2 separate regions of the Mus musculus genome follow, and region 2 is linked to region 1. The links are chromatin contacts, called in public HiChIP or PLAC-seq maps. All regions are on one chromosome and are shown on one strand. Each heading gives the region's core, a stretch centred on a gene start, on an enhancer-like site or on the middle of the called end of the contact. The rest is flanking DNA. Distances are from core to core; before and after follow the strand shown.

Region 1 (5,774 bases), core at 2,038-4,537:
AACCAAAACCAAAATGATCTGTGGCATTAAAGAGTGCTTTCTTCTTGATTCTAGATCGTGTCCTGAGCTATGAATCCATACTGTTTTCTAGGAGTGATTACAGTCACACAAGCAACAGTATTTAGTAGAATCCTAACACAGGACACTGCCTTCTGTGTCCTGGGCTATGAATCCATACTGTTTTCTAGGAGTAATAACAGTCACACAAGCAACAGTATTTAGTAGAATCCTAACACTGTCTCCTTGCTAGCTGAAAGTTGAACCTAGGACCTTGTACACACCGCACAAACACTTTACCACTTCGCTAAGCTCCCTTGCTATGTTTTTAGTTTTTGTCTGTTTACATATTTTAAGTTTTTAGTTTGTTTATTTTTTGAGTATGTGTGTGCACACCATGCTGTTACCTGTGCAGGTTAGATGGCAAATTATAGTAGTCAATTCTCTCCTTCCACCCATAGGTACCAGGGACGGGACTGGGGTTATTAGGCTTGCTGGCAAGTACTTGTATGTGCTGAGCCATTTAACCACCCCTGTCACTTTTTGAAACATGTTCTTGTGTAGCCAGGTTGACCACAAACTCATGATGCCCTTGAAGCTGTCCTTGGACTCCTGATCCTCCTTCCCCTCTGGCTGCCTGGCCCAGTGCAAGGCTTCTTCCAGGCGTGCACCACCTAGCCTAACCTGAGTGCTCAATTTTTGAAATCAGGGTTTTTCTGTTTTGTAGCTCAGTCATGAACTTCCTATGTACTTGGGCATCCTTCTGTTTCCCAGGCCTCAGGAGAACTTGCTACATATTTTCTCCTTTCCTTTCTCAGACCCAGCTTCTCAGGCAGGAATGGGGTAGGGGCGGAGCCTTCAAACTTCACCTCGCTACCTCTGCCCTTAAAAATCTGTTTTAAGACTATTGCGCCACCTGCTGTCCACTTCAGGAACTGCATGAACACTGCTGGGTGGAGAAGTGCAGTATTAACCAGGATTCTGTGCTGGGCAGCACCTAGTTCTTGCCCTCAGTTAGCAACTGAGACAACAATGGAACTCCCCAAATAAAGCTAATGTGCTACAGGTGCTGTGATAATGGTAAAACAGCAATAAATGAACATAAACAATGGCCCATTTACTGACTGCACTACACACTATGTCAAGTGTCTTTCTTGTGGAATCAGGGTGCTGTGGGGTGCAAGGGAGGAGAGTCAATATCTCTGTGACTGGTGCTGCATAAGAAAAGGAAATCCATCCTCTCCTGAGAAGTCAGGAGCAAGAGTTAGGCACCCCTAAGCTTCTACAGGATGACCCAGCTTCCCACCATGAGTCAGGTCCCCGAGACCCAAGCCAGGCTGCAGAAAGCCTACCAGGAGGTGACCTTTTATATCTTGACTACAATGGGCACCAAAGCATAGAGGCCCAGTCAGGAGCCAGCCAGGGCTCCTCAGGAGAGGCCAGGATGCAGACATGGCTGCTGTACCTGAGTCCCCATGGTGACTTCTGTGCCTTCCTCAGGACCCTGCTCCAGCAGCTGCAGAAACTCCAGACTCTGGTCACCAGCAAGATCTCCAGACCGTACAAGATGGCAGCCACGCAGACCGGCACCTGCCTCATGGTAGGTGCTACTCCTTAGCATAAGGCAGCAGGGGGAAGCTCTTCTTGAGGCTAGCTCTCCAGGACAGTGAGCAGAGTCTGAGGGGACCAGTGACCTGTCCAGGCCAGTTCTAATAGATGTGAGGTTGATGCTGCTAAATCTAGTGAAAGGCAGGTCCTTGGAAAAGTGGCTTCTATAGATTCAAGGAGTGTGATTCTTCTTGGGATGGGTGATAGGGAGAAAATAAAGGAGCCCCCCTCAGGGTCCCCAAGGCTAGAGGGGACACCTAGGTCAGGCTCAGCCTCTGAGTGGCTCTCTTCCATTAGTCTGTCCTCCCTGGTAAGCACATGTTGCCTCTGACATTCTAAGGGCAGGGCCTCGCTGGAGCTCCCCGGGGCCCTTGGCTCCTTCTCAGGCTCAGGCTGCGAAGGTGATGTGGCTATGTGTCCTTCTCCCTGGTCACAGTTGCAACCCTCCCTTCCCCTTCCCCCCTTCCCCTTTCTTCCTTTCCTGATTTCTCTATAGGTGAAACCACACAGAACCCCGCCCTCTGGTCTCTGGTCCCTTTCATGTCACTAGATTGGATTAAAGGTGACTTGAACAGCCTGTGTCTGCTTCCAAGAGAGCAGCCAGCTCTGGGGAGGCATTTGGGGGAAACTGAGCCTTTTGCGTCCAATGCTTTAGGGTGAGGAGAGTTGGGAGTGGCCAGTCTTGTAGGCCTGCCCTGCCCCAGATCCGACTAATAATAGACTGCTCTGTCTACTACTAGGTGGCAGCCTTGTGCTTCGTTCTGGTGCTGGGCTCCCTTGTGCCCTGCCTTCCTGCATTCTCTTCCGGCTCAATGACTGTGAAAGAAGACCCTATCGCAGCTGACAGTGTCTATGCAGCCAGTCAGAGTAAGTACCTCCAAACTCTGGGTGTTAGCCAGTTACTAGAGAGAAGCCATATCAGCTGCACTCACACCTTTAATCCCAGCACTCTGGAGGCAGAGGCAGGTGGATCTATGAGTTCAAGACCAGCCCAGTCTACATGAGGAGTTCCAGACCAGCCAGGGATACATTAGTGAGACCCTGTCTCCAAAAAGTCTGGAGTGCTGGAGAGATAGATGGCTTGGTACTGGCTGCTCTTTTAGAGGACCCATGTTTGGTGCCTAACCACCCATATGGTGGCTCACAGCCACCTGCAACTCCAGTTCCAGGGGATGAGATGCCAAATTCTTGTCACCGAAGGCACCAAGCACCCAGGTAGTACACAGACACAATGGCAGGCAAAGCATTCATACACATTAAAAAAATTAAAAATAAATATTTATAAGAGATTTGGGTTGGCATTATCTCATTCTATACTCTTTTTTTAAAGATTTATTTATTATTATATGTAAGTACACTGTAGCTGTCTTCAGCCACACCAGAAAAGGGTATCAGATCCCATTACAGATGGTTGTGAGCCACCGTGTGGATGCTGGGAATTGAACTCAGGACCTCTGGAAGAGCAGTCAGTGCTCTTACCTGCTGAGCCATCTCTCCAGCCTGAGGACCAGATTCTTTGCCTCTCTGAGATCCTTTGGCGCAGCGATGTGGAGAGGGCAGACTTAGTGGGCGGCAGAGTGTTCTAGGGACAGCAAGTGAGTGTCAGTCTTCAGTCATTTCTGATGTGACAGTGTTAAGAAAGCCGCTGAGGCACAGGGGACCTGCAGCAGGTGTCAGGACTCTGCTGGGAGTGCCTACCCCTGGGGAGCATGGTAGTTGTGATGTGGGTGCCACCCCAATGGAGTGCGGTGTGGTTCATTTCAGAATCAGTCACAGCCGGCTCTGCATTTGCTAGTTGTGTGAGCCAGGGTGCACATCTTGGCTTCATGTTGATTTCTAGACTCCAGAAACTGCCATCCTTACAGTGAGCATATACCTTGCCTTCTGGAATAGCTCCTGACATGAGGGGAAAGACAGGCCACGAACAGCAAGAGTATAGGGAACAGCAAAGATTAGCATGGCTTTCAGAGGTAGAGGCCACTTCCGGTAGACCCATGGAAGAACTTCTAGGCCATCCTTCATATGCCAGGGACATGAATCTTACGTGGCTGAAGAGAAAGAGGAAACAGATGAGAGGTCAGAGAGAGGGGAGAGCAGGGAGTGTATGGAGAGGAGGGGTACTGCGGGGGTGGGGGTGGGGGCGGTGAGCAAGGCTGAGAGGCTAGAAGGGAGGACAGGAGCTGGGAGCTGGGAGGAGAACTGAGAGGAGAGGGGCTGCGATGGAGCGGTGGGGTGGGGCTGGCGCGGGGGCGGGGCGGGGCGGGCCAAGGCTATCAAGGACAGAGGAGAGGAAGCAGACACAGAAGAGGAGGGGCTGTGCTAAAGTACAAACCCCAGGGAGGGGGAGGGAGGACATGAATGAGCCTCTGGAGGGAGTGAAGCACAGGGCAGGGCAGAGGGCACGTCTGAGGAAGGAGGTGGCTTGTTGAGCGGGCTGGTTTCCGGACTGCAGCTTCACACAATGCCAGGGGCCGCCTTTTCCATAGATTCTCATAGATTAAACCCTGCAGGGGAAGCTGGGAGGCAGGCAGCAGACTGGAGCCAGGAAGCCAATTTACGGGGACCCTTGATGATGAGCTCTGGGAAGCGGGGCTTAAAGCACCTCATTCCCAGGGCTTCGTGTGAGATTTAATTGGCTTTAAGCTAAGGGCTTTATATAAAGCCTGGCACGGGTGTCCAACAAACATTCTTTTTTTTTTTTCTCTCCCCTTGACTTCCCAGAGGAACTAGCCTAGAAGAGAAAAGAAAAGGGTTTCCTTAATTCTCCCAGGAAGTAAGTGGCACGGGAGGATTCGAACCCAGCTCTCAGCAGGTCCTGTCAGTGTGATCCTAGCTTCTTAGGTCAAGGCCTAAAGAGCGTAGGTGTAAGGCTTACACGGGCTACAAAATTAATTAATGGCCTGCCTGAGCAACTTAGTGAGACCCCCCCCCGTCTCAATATAAACGAGAGAGAGAGAGAGAGAGAGAGAGAGAGAGAGAGAGAGAGAGAGAGAGAGAGAGAGAGAGTCTTGACCTAGCTATTACGAAGTTCTGGGTTCAGTCCTTAATATAAGGAGGGAAAAGTCCCAGTTCCCAGTAAGCAAACCATTATTGTCTTGCTCAGAAGTGCTACATTTTTGTGAGCTCCGAGCGGGGCGTGGTGGCGCACGCCTTTAATTCCAGCACTTAGGAGGCAAAGGCAGGCAGATTTCTGAGTTTGAGGCCAGCCTGGTCTACAGAGTGAGTTCCAGGACAGCCAGGGCTACACAGAGAAACCCTGTCTCGAAAAGCAAAAAAACAAAAACAAAAACAAAAACAAAAAGCAGCACAGCTTCAATTGTTATACTGCGTTTACTCATTGAATCCTTGAATCTCCGTGAGGTTGGTTATACTATCCCCATTTTACAGATCAACAAACTGATGCCCAGCAAAATCAGAGCAGAGTGTGTGACTAGCCTAAAATCACATAGCCAGGGATCCTCAGGGCTAGGAGGAGGAGTCAAGCCTGTAAGATGTCAGAGGCTGTACTCTTCATGCCCGGCAAGTGAATGAAGCAGATCCGGCAGAGGGCACATACCTGAGGGGCCTCCGTGGCTCACCCTGGTTTTCTCCACAGTGCCTTCCCGAAGCCTACTGTTCTACGATGATGGGGCAGGCTCATGGGAAGATGGCCGAGGTGCTCTACTGCCTGTGGAGCCCCCAGAAGGCTGGGAGCTCAAACCCGGGGGTCCAGCAGAGCAGAGGCCCCAGGACCACCTCCGACATGACCGTGCAGACAGCATCCATGAGACCACCAAGTACTTGAGAGAGACCTGGCCAGAGGACACTGATGACAACGGCACCAGCCCCAACTTCTCCCACCCCAAGGAGTGGTTCCATGACAGGTGAGCAGAGGGACAGCCTTCCCTTCCCAGGGTCCCAGGCTGTGCCTCCCTCAGCCACATCTTCCCAGGGGGAGGGGGCCCTGGTCAAGTCCTGGCTCACAGTTGAATGACGGGTACCCCAGGGCAGATTCATCCCTGGATCTTCTTCTCTCCCCAGGGATCTGGGCCCCAACACCACCATCAAACTCTCCTAGGCCACTCCAAGACCCAGGACACAGGACGGACACCCTGGCACCCAGAAGAGGCGTTCTCTTGCTCGATGACCCAGATCCAGCTCATACCCCTGCCCCCCGGGTCCCTGTAGTA
Region 2 (5,961 bases), core at 2,113-4,612, 500 kb before region 1:
CAATTTTTCTTTTCACTCTCATAAATATGTGGGTCATGGGTCATGCTGAACTCCAAGCTTCAGCTGGCCTTAGTGAACTCTCCGTCCTGAGCCTCCCAGGGGAAGCTGCCATGGCCAATGGGGCAAACGCCCCTCAAAGTGGCAGTCAGGGGGAAATCACGCATGGTGCTTCCTTCGGGTCTGACTGGCTTGTCACTGCTGGACAGTTTCCATAGACAGAAGCAGAACAGACGGCAGAGCCCTTGGTGGCTCAGAGGGGAAGCCTATCTCCCACTGCAAGGACAGCAGGGAGGACCGAAGGGGCCTTTGTCCACAGACAATGTTATCTTTCTCAAGAGAATTTCCTTGAACTAGGTCCCTCAGCTGATGCAGGGTGCCTACCCTCCCTGTTGTGCCTTGGCAAGAGAGAGGTCGGGAGGCTCACAGGGCACCGTAGCCATCATCAATGCAACAGAGCCTTTGTAGGCAGTCAGTCAACAAATTCGTGAACTGCCTAGACTGGCACTCAGTGGCTCTCAAGGCACATGTCCGTCTGCTGAGAAAGTTGGGGAAAGCACAGGTTCCATGTTGGTGGGTCTAAGCAGAGCCTGGAAGTCATTTCTATGAAGACCCCACTGGGTACAAAAAGACCAGATGAGTCTCTCAGCCTTCAAACACTACTTTTGCATCTGCAAAATAGCAATCCACCTGCCATGTAGACTGGCAGGGCTGGGACGTGGGATGCGGTGCATGGCGGCCTAGCCATTGCCCTTCATCCACCCTACGCTCCCCAACTCCCTGCCTCCAGGAAAGAGCTCACAGTCTGGCAAGTATTGCTGCATTTCCCATTAACGGCCCTAAACGCTCCCTGTAATACCGTTGATGTGATCCCCAAGACTCAATTACAGTTATCAGGCAATTAGGCGCACCACAGCGAGGTGATTGCAAAATTAATGCCGGCCCCATCCAGCGGCTTTGGATCTTCCCATGATTCCACCATCCCACATCTGGGAGATGACAGCTGATCTCCCTAGGAGAAAAACTGTTCTTAGGAGAGAACCCTACAGCTGAGAGCCCTCACTTGCTGAGGGGCTGCAGAACAGGTAAAGTAAGGCAAAGGCAAGCAGGCTGAGCTGGGCAGCTGTCCATGCCTTCCTGACTGATATCATCCCCTTTTAGAGAGAGAAACAAGTCCTCCCTGCCTTCAGTTGTTAGGAAAATAGTCTGTGTGTTGCCTCACTGGGTCTCCAGGGGCTCCTGTCTGAGCCTCTGTGTCCTCAGCTGGGAGGGACAGGGATAGTAAGTCATGGCCAGCCTGTGAATTGGACCAGAGGGCAGTATGAAAGGGGATTCGGAGTTTGCTGTGGACAGCTCCATGTCTTAGTGACCATCTGCACCCTCAGGGGACACTTCGCAGGTCTCTGTCCTTGGGTGACCATGGCACAGTCGTGTTTAACCCCCTTTGGGAGACAGAAGTTTGCAGGTATCTGGATGCATAGAAAGGAGAATCAACTTCTGAATGTGGATTTAAGTGAACTTTGACCCGTACTGTTAATGAAAACAAGGCACACACATGCATGCTCACTGGTGACACCTTAGAATCAATCCCCTAGCCTCCAGGCTCAGCCCCACCAGACCCTTTGTAGTTGAGCCTGTGGTTCCACAACTGTCCACAAGACGGCGCTCCCACTCTAGTAGTCCCCGGACCCTAATGCATTGCTATTCAAAACGGAGCCAGGACTTGGTTGTCAAAAGAGAGAAAACGCGGCTGCGGAGGGGAGGGCGAGTGTTCTAGCTCCCACCCAGTGATCCCTGCCCTATTTCTTACAGCGAATTATGGTCTGAAACAGGGAGTCGGGAAAATCTGTAGTCACCATCCTGTTTGGAGCTTAAAGACAAGGGAAGCCAAAGTTATGAAAAGTGAGTTTTCGGGTTTTTCAGACGATCCCTCAGTTACTGACTCTGTGGCCACAAGTAGATTACGTAGCTTCTCTATCCCTCTGTTTCCTCAGTTCCTCCCCAGTTTCTGTGCAAACCCACTTAACATCTACAAGTGTCTATATATTCAGATCACTGGCTGCTTTCCTAATGCAGGTCTCATTTCAGCAGCGACACACACACACACACAGAGGCACACACACATAAGCACAGGTACACACACAGAAGCACACATGTGTGCAAATTAACATGCACACACATGCACAGGTACACATATACACCCAACAAGGCCTCCCTGACCCTCTCTGCTGATACTTCTTGTGACATGAAACCGTCACATTGCTTGGGAAATTTGTTTTGTATGTTGATTTAGTCTTCTCCTGGACGGCGCACTTTTAATGGAAGTAAGACCTGAGTGTCCTCGTCCCTGAAAGGCGAGGACGCGCATGATATCTGGTGGATCCCAAAGCCCAGGCAATCTCTCCCGCTCTGCCCAGCCGGCGGCGGCTTTAGCTCTGTGCTGGTGCTGCCCTCCAGTGGCGCTGGGCCCATGACACCTGCTTTTTTTAGTGTCCAAGCGTAATCTTTTCATCCCCTCTATCTACATGGGTCCACCACTAGCCCCGAGGCTCTGTAGAAAGTGGTGGAGAAGGTGGGACCTTGTCTCCCAATGATCATCTCACCTAAGTCTGAATTGCAAGCCCCTGAGAAAAATAAGCTTAATGTCAGAAGACCCCTTGGGGCCGACTTAATAAATACGGTGTCTGTCTTTACATAAAACCCTGCAGGGGCCAAGCCAGTCTGACTCTATTTTACTGATGAAACTCTAAGACCCAGCATCATACAAAGATAAAATTGTCTGGCCTGGGACTGAAGAGATGGCCCAGCCGTTAAGAAAGCTTGCTGTTCTTGCAAAAGATCCAAATCCGGCCCTCAACATTTCCGTCGAGCTACTCACGACGACGATCTGGAACTCCAGCTCCAGGGCATCCGACACCCTCTTATAGCCTCTACAAGCACACACAAACACGAGGCATACGAAGAAATAAAAAATAAAAAATTTAATTGCCTGTCCTAAAGGACCTGAGAACTCGCTCCTCCACCCTCCACCTTCCAGGCACAGGGCAGCTGCACCTTGTGCAAAACCGCGGCCGCATAAACCGGTCCCTGGAGTGGTATCTTTCTTCTGTAAGACTGCCATTTCTTTTTCCCCTCGACATTGTCACTAAATATTTCACTGAGGATCTGCAGGAAATTAGGGCGGGCCGTCTTCATAGGGTCAAGTCGCATCTTTCTTTCCAGAGTTATTGGTTTTTCGGGCCACCATTTCATCACTTATAGAGCGCTCAGATGACAACGTTACAAGACACAGATAAGAGATTCCCATGTCGGTGGCTGTGAATGTGGGCAGTGGTAAGCTGGGGCAGGATTCGCTCACAGAATTTACAAACTGCGACGCGCGTAAAAGAGAGCGCATGCGCTGCCGCTTTGCCTATGGCGGGTTTGCAGTCCCCATTTAGTAACCCACTTGGCGCCTCCAACTCACGGAACTTGGGCAACGCTTGGGAGGCTGTTCTGGTGGTTTTGTTTGTTTGGTTTTTACAGAGACTATTGCTTTGTGATCAACTTCACTCAAGCAAATTACACAAAGCCACATAGTTTCGGTTTCAGACAGGTCTCACCCTACTGCGTTTCCCTGGTTCTGCCCTCACCACCATCACCACCACCACCACCACCACCACCACCACCACCACCACCACCAGAGGAGGTGGGATAAAGAAGACTAACTTAGCAAATTCCAGCCAATGCCAGGCCGTGTGAGAGTTGGCTGTGACTGTGTCCCCTGCATATAATTTGGTTGGCCCAGCTGTCAGGACAACTGGTGATGCTGCACGCTGAAGAAGGGGGGCCACCCATCCCACCTGAGGGGCCGGAAGGGGCTTTTGGTTCGTGTTGGGTGGGGGAGGATAGAAAGAGACCATAGGAAGAGAGACAGTCTGAGTTTGAAGTATGTGTAGGGTTATCTACGTTCCTACACTGCCAAGAGGGGCTCCTCAGCCCAGCCTCTGGGGCTTGGCCCTCTAACCTTCCCAGGCTAGCCCCAAAACAGGGCACTCTAGGGAAGAAAAGGGACAGGCAGCCAAGCCAAACTTTGAACCAACTGGTTTTGCTTGCATATAACCTTGAACAAACCTCTCTGCAGACTCTGTCTCCCTGCACCTCAGTTTCTCCCTCCCTCTTTAGAATGGGGAGAACAGTATCATCTGCTCCCCAGAATAAAGCAAACGAATCACAAGAATAGCCCTCCTAAGGGAGGGCAGGAGCCCGGCTCTGACTTCTCACCTCTGAACTGGGTCTGCCTGAAGGGGAGATGGACCAGCTCCAGGGGCCTCTTCACTCTCAGCTGCCCCAATTAGCCTGCTCCTCCCAGCTGCCCCCTTCCCAACACCGCGGAAAAGATGCAGGAGCACTTAGTGAGTATAGGAGGTTGGGGATTGTCTTAATCAGGATTTCAAAACACCACGACCAACTTGGGGAAAAAAGGGTTTATTCAGTTCACACTTCCACATTTCTGTTCATTACCAAAGGAAGTCAGGACAGGAACTGAAACAGGACGGGATCCTGACATCAGGAGTGGATGTAGACACCACAGAAGAGTGCTGCTTACTGGTTTGCTTCCCCTGGCTTGCTCAGCCTGCTCTCTTGTAGAACCCAGGACCACCAGTCCAGGGATGGCACCACCCACAATGGGTTGGGCCCTCGCCCTCTTGATCACTAATTGAGAAAATAAATGCCTTATAGCTGGATCTCATGGAGGCATTTTCTCAACTGAGGCTCCTCCCTCTTTGATGACTCTAGCTTGTGTCTAGTTGACACAGAACCAGGGACACTCGGGTGTCCCACTTGTCCAGTCCCTCACTAGTAAATAGCATCAGCTAGGGCAAAGGTCGTGGCCAGAGCTGGGACTTGCTGCCTGGAAGAAAAGGGGCTTTACTTCCTTTCAAGATCCCAGCTCTCCTCAGAGCTCTAAATCCCCAGATTACCAGACCTCAACGTTCCCATCTGAAAAATGGGATGCCTTAGATTCTCTTGCTGTTTCAACTTTGACTGCCCCGGATGTCTGAACTTGGGGCTCTCACCCCTCCTAGTCCTCCAATATGTTTCTTTGTCTCCCCTTCTTGTGTCTGTTCTGTCATGAACCCCTCTATTTCCCCTCTGCTGCTCAGAGCTCTCAGGCCCTGCCTAGATACATCTGTGACTCCACACACTCTTGTTCTCTTTTCTCTCATCAGCCTCAAGTCTGCTGTGGTCTGGTGCCCCTCCTCATTACTGCGACCCTTCTCTATGCCTGGGCTTCCACACTGATCTGAAAGGTTTCAGGTTTGAGATTCAAGAGGGACACTGAGGCAGATTGTCCTTTGGGTAAGAGGGTCATCAAAAAAGTTGCTGATGCTGTAGACAGAGCACTCTGAAGAAAGATTAGGCACTTCACACAAGGGCCCCTTCTACACTGAAGACGGATGGTGATTATGCAATGCATGATTGATAGGTAGTTTGTGGTATGTGTTTACAGTCAGGCTGCCTCTCAGGGTGAGAGGTCTAGTGTCTGTACTATAAAATCAACTCTGAGGACAGAGAGCAGGCATCTAGGAAAAGAAAAAAAAAAAAGTTAATGGAAGAGATTTGTAAGATGACCCAGCCCTCAGTTACAGTCCTCTGCACCAGGGGCTGCACTAGAGCACAGCAGTTCTCTCCCAGCCTCCAAACACCAAGAGAAGACAATGGAACAGGAGAAAGAATCAGGCAGGCTAGCTCAGACTCAAGGAAGCCCAGGCTAACTGGCCTGGGGCCCACCTCACCCTTCCTACCCTCTAATCTCTGCCAATTTTTAAGAGCCTCTTTATGTTCCTGTCTCCTGTGGAAGACAAGGATGGAGGCACCTCTCTCTCTCTCTCTCTCTCTCTCTCTCTCTCTCTCTCTCTCTCTCTCTCTCTCTCTCTCCCTCCCTCCCTCCCTCTCTCCTTCTCTCTCCCCCTCTCCCCC

What was found. HiChIP or PLAC-seq counts read pairs in DNA pulled down with a chosen protein or histone mark.
Region 2: a contact with region 1 is called in a RAD21 HiChIP or PLAC-seq map of pro-B cells, with 4 times the contacts expected there. The contact joins two enhancer-like sites. A contact is called at or near these places in 6 of 39 promoter capture datasets (frontonasal cranial neural crest, hematopoietic stem and progenitor cells, hippocampal neurons and 3 more), 2 of 15 datasets of contacts at CTCF or cohesin (large pre-B cells and pro-B cells), 17 of 484 Hi-C or Micro-C datasets (B cells, the Ba/F3 cell line, CD4 T cells and 8 more), 9 of 115 datasets of contacts at active chromatin or transcription factors (the 230-238 cell line, Th17 cells, bone marrow-derived macrophages and 2 more) and 1 of 9 other capture datasets (embryonic stem cells).

Annotation. Positions count from the first base shown.
Region 1 is chr2:91,982,859-91,988,632 of GRCm38.p6, reverse strand. It overlaps Creb3l1 (cAMP responsive element binding protein 3-like 1), which reads left to right. Exons shown (of 12, transcript NM_011957.2): 9 at 1,498-1,597; 10 at 2,346-2,472; 11 at 5,201-5,468; 12 at 5,626-5,774. The coding sequence ends at 5,662. Among named protein-coding and RNA genes, the nearest start is that of Dgkz, 35 kb to the right of the region's middle. Within about 2 kb of position 3,287, at least 229 of the 459 cell types and tissues checked have an H3K27ac peak or open chromatin away from gene starts, as enhancers often do. A contact at or near this core is called in B cells, bone marrow-derived macrophages, hematopoietic stem and progenitor cells and 3 more, where this site is marked.
Region 2 is chr2:92,482,297-92,488,257 of GRCm38.p6, reverse strand. No RefSeq gene overlaps it. Among named protein-coding and RNA genes, the nearest start is that of Slc35c1, 25 kb to the right of the region's middle. Within about 2 kb of position 3,362, at least 75 of the 459 cell types and tissues checked have an H3K27ac peak or open chromatin away from gene starts, as enhancers often do. A contact at or near this core is called in B cells, bone marrow-derived macrophages, hematopoietic stem and progenitor cells and 3 more, where this site is marked.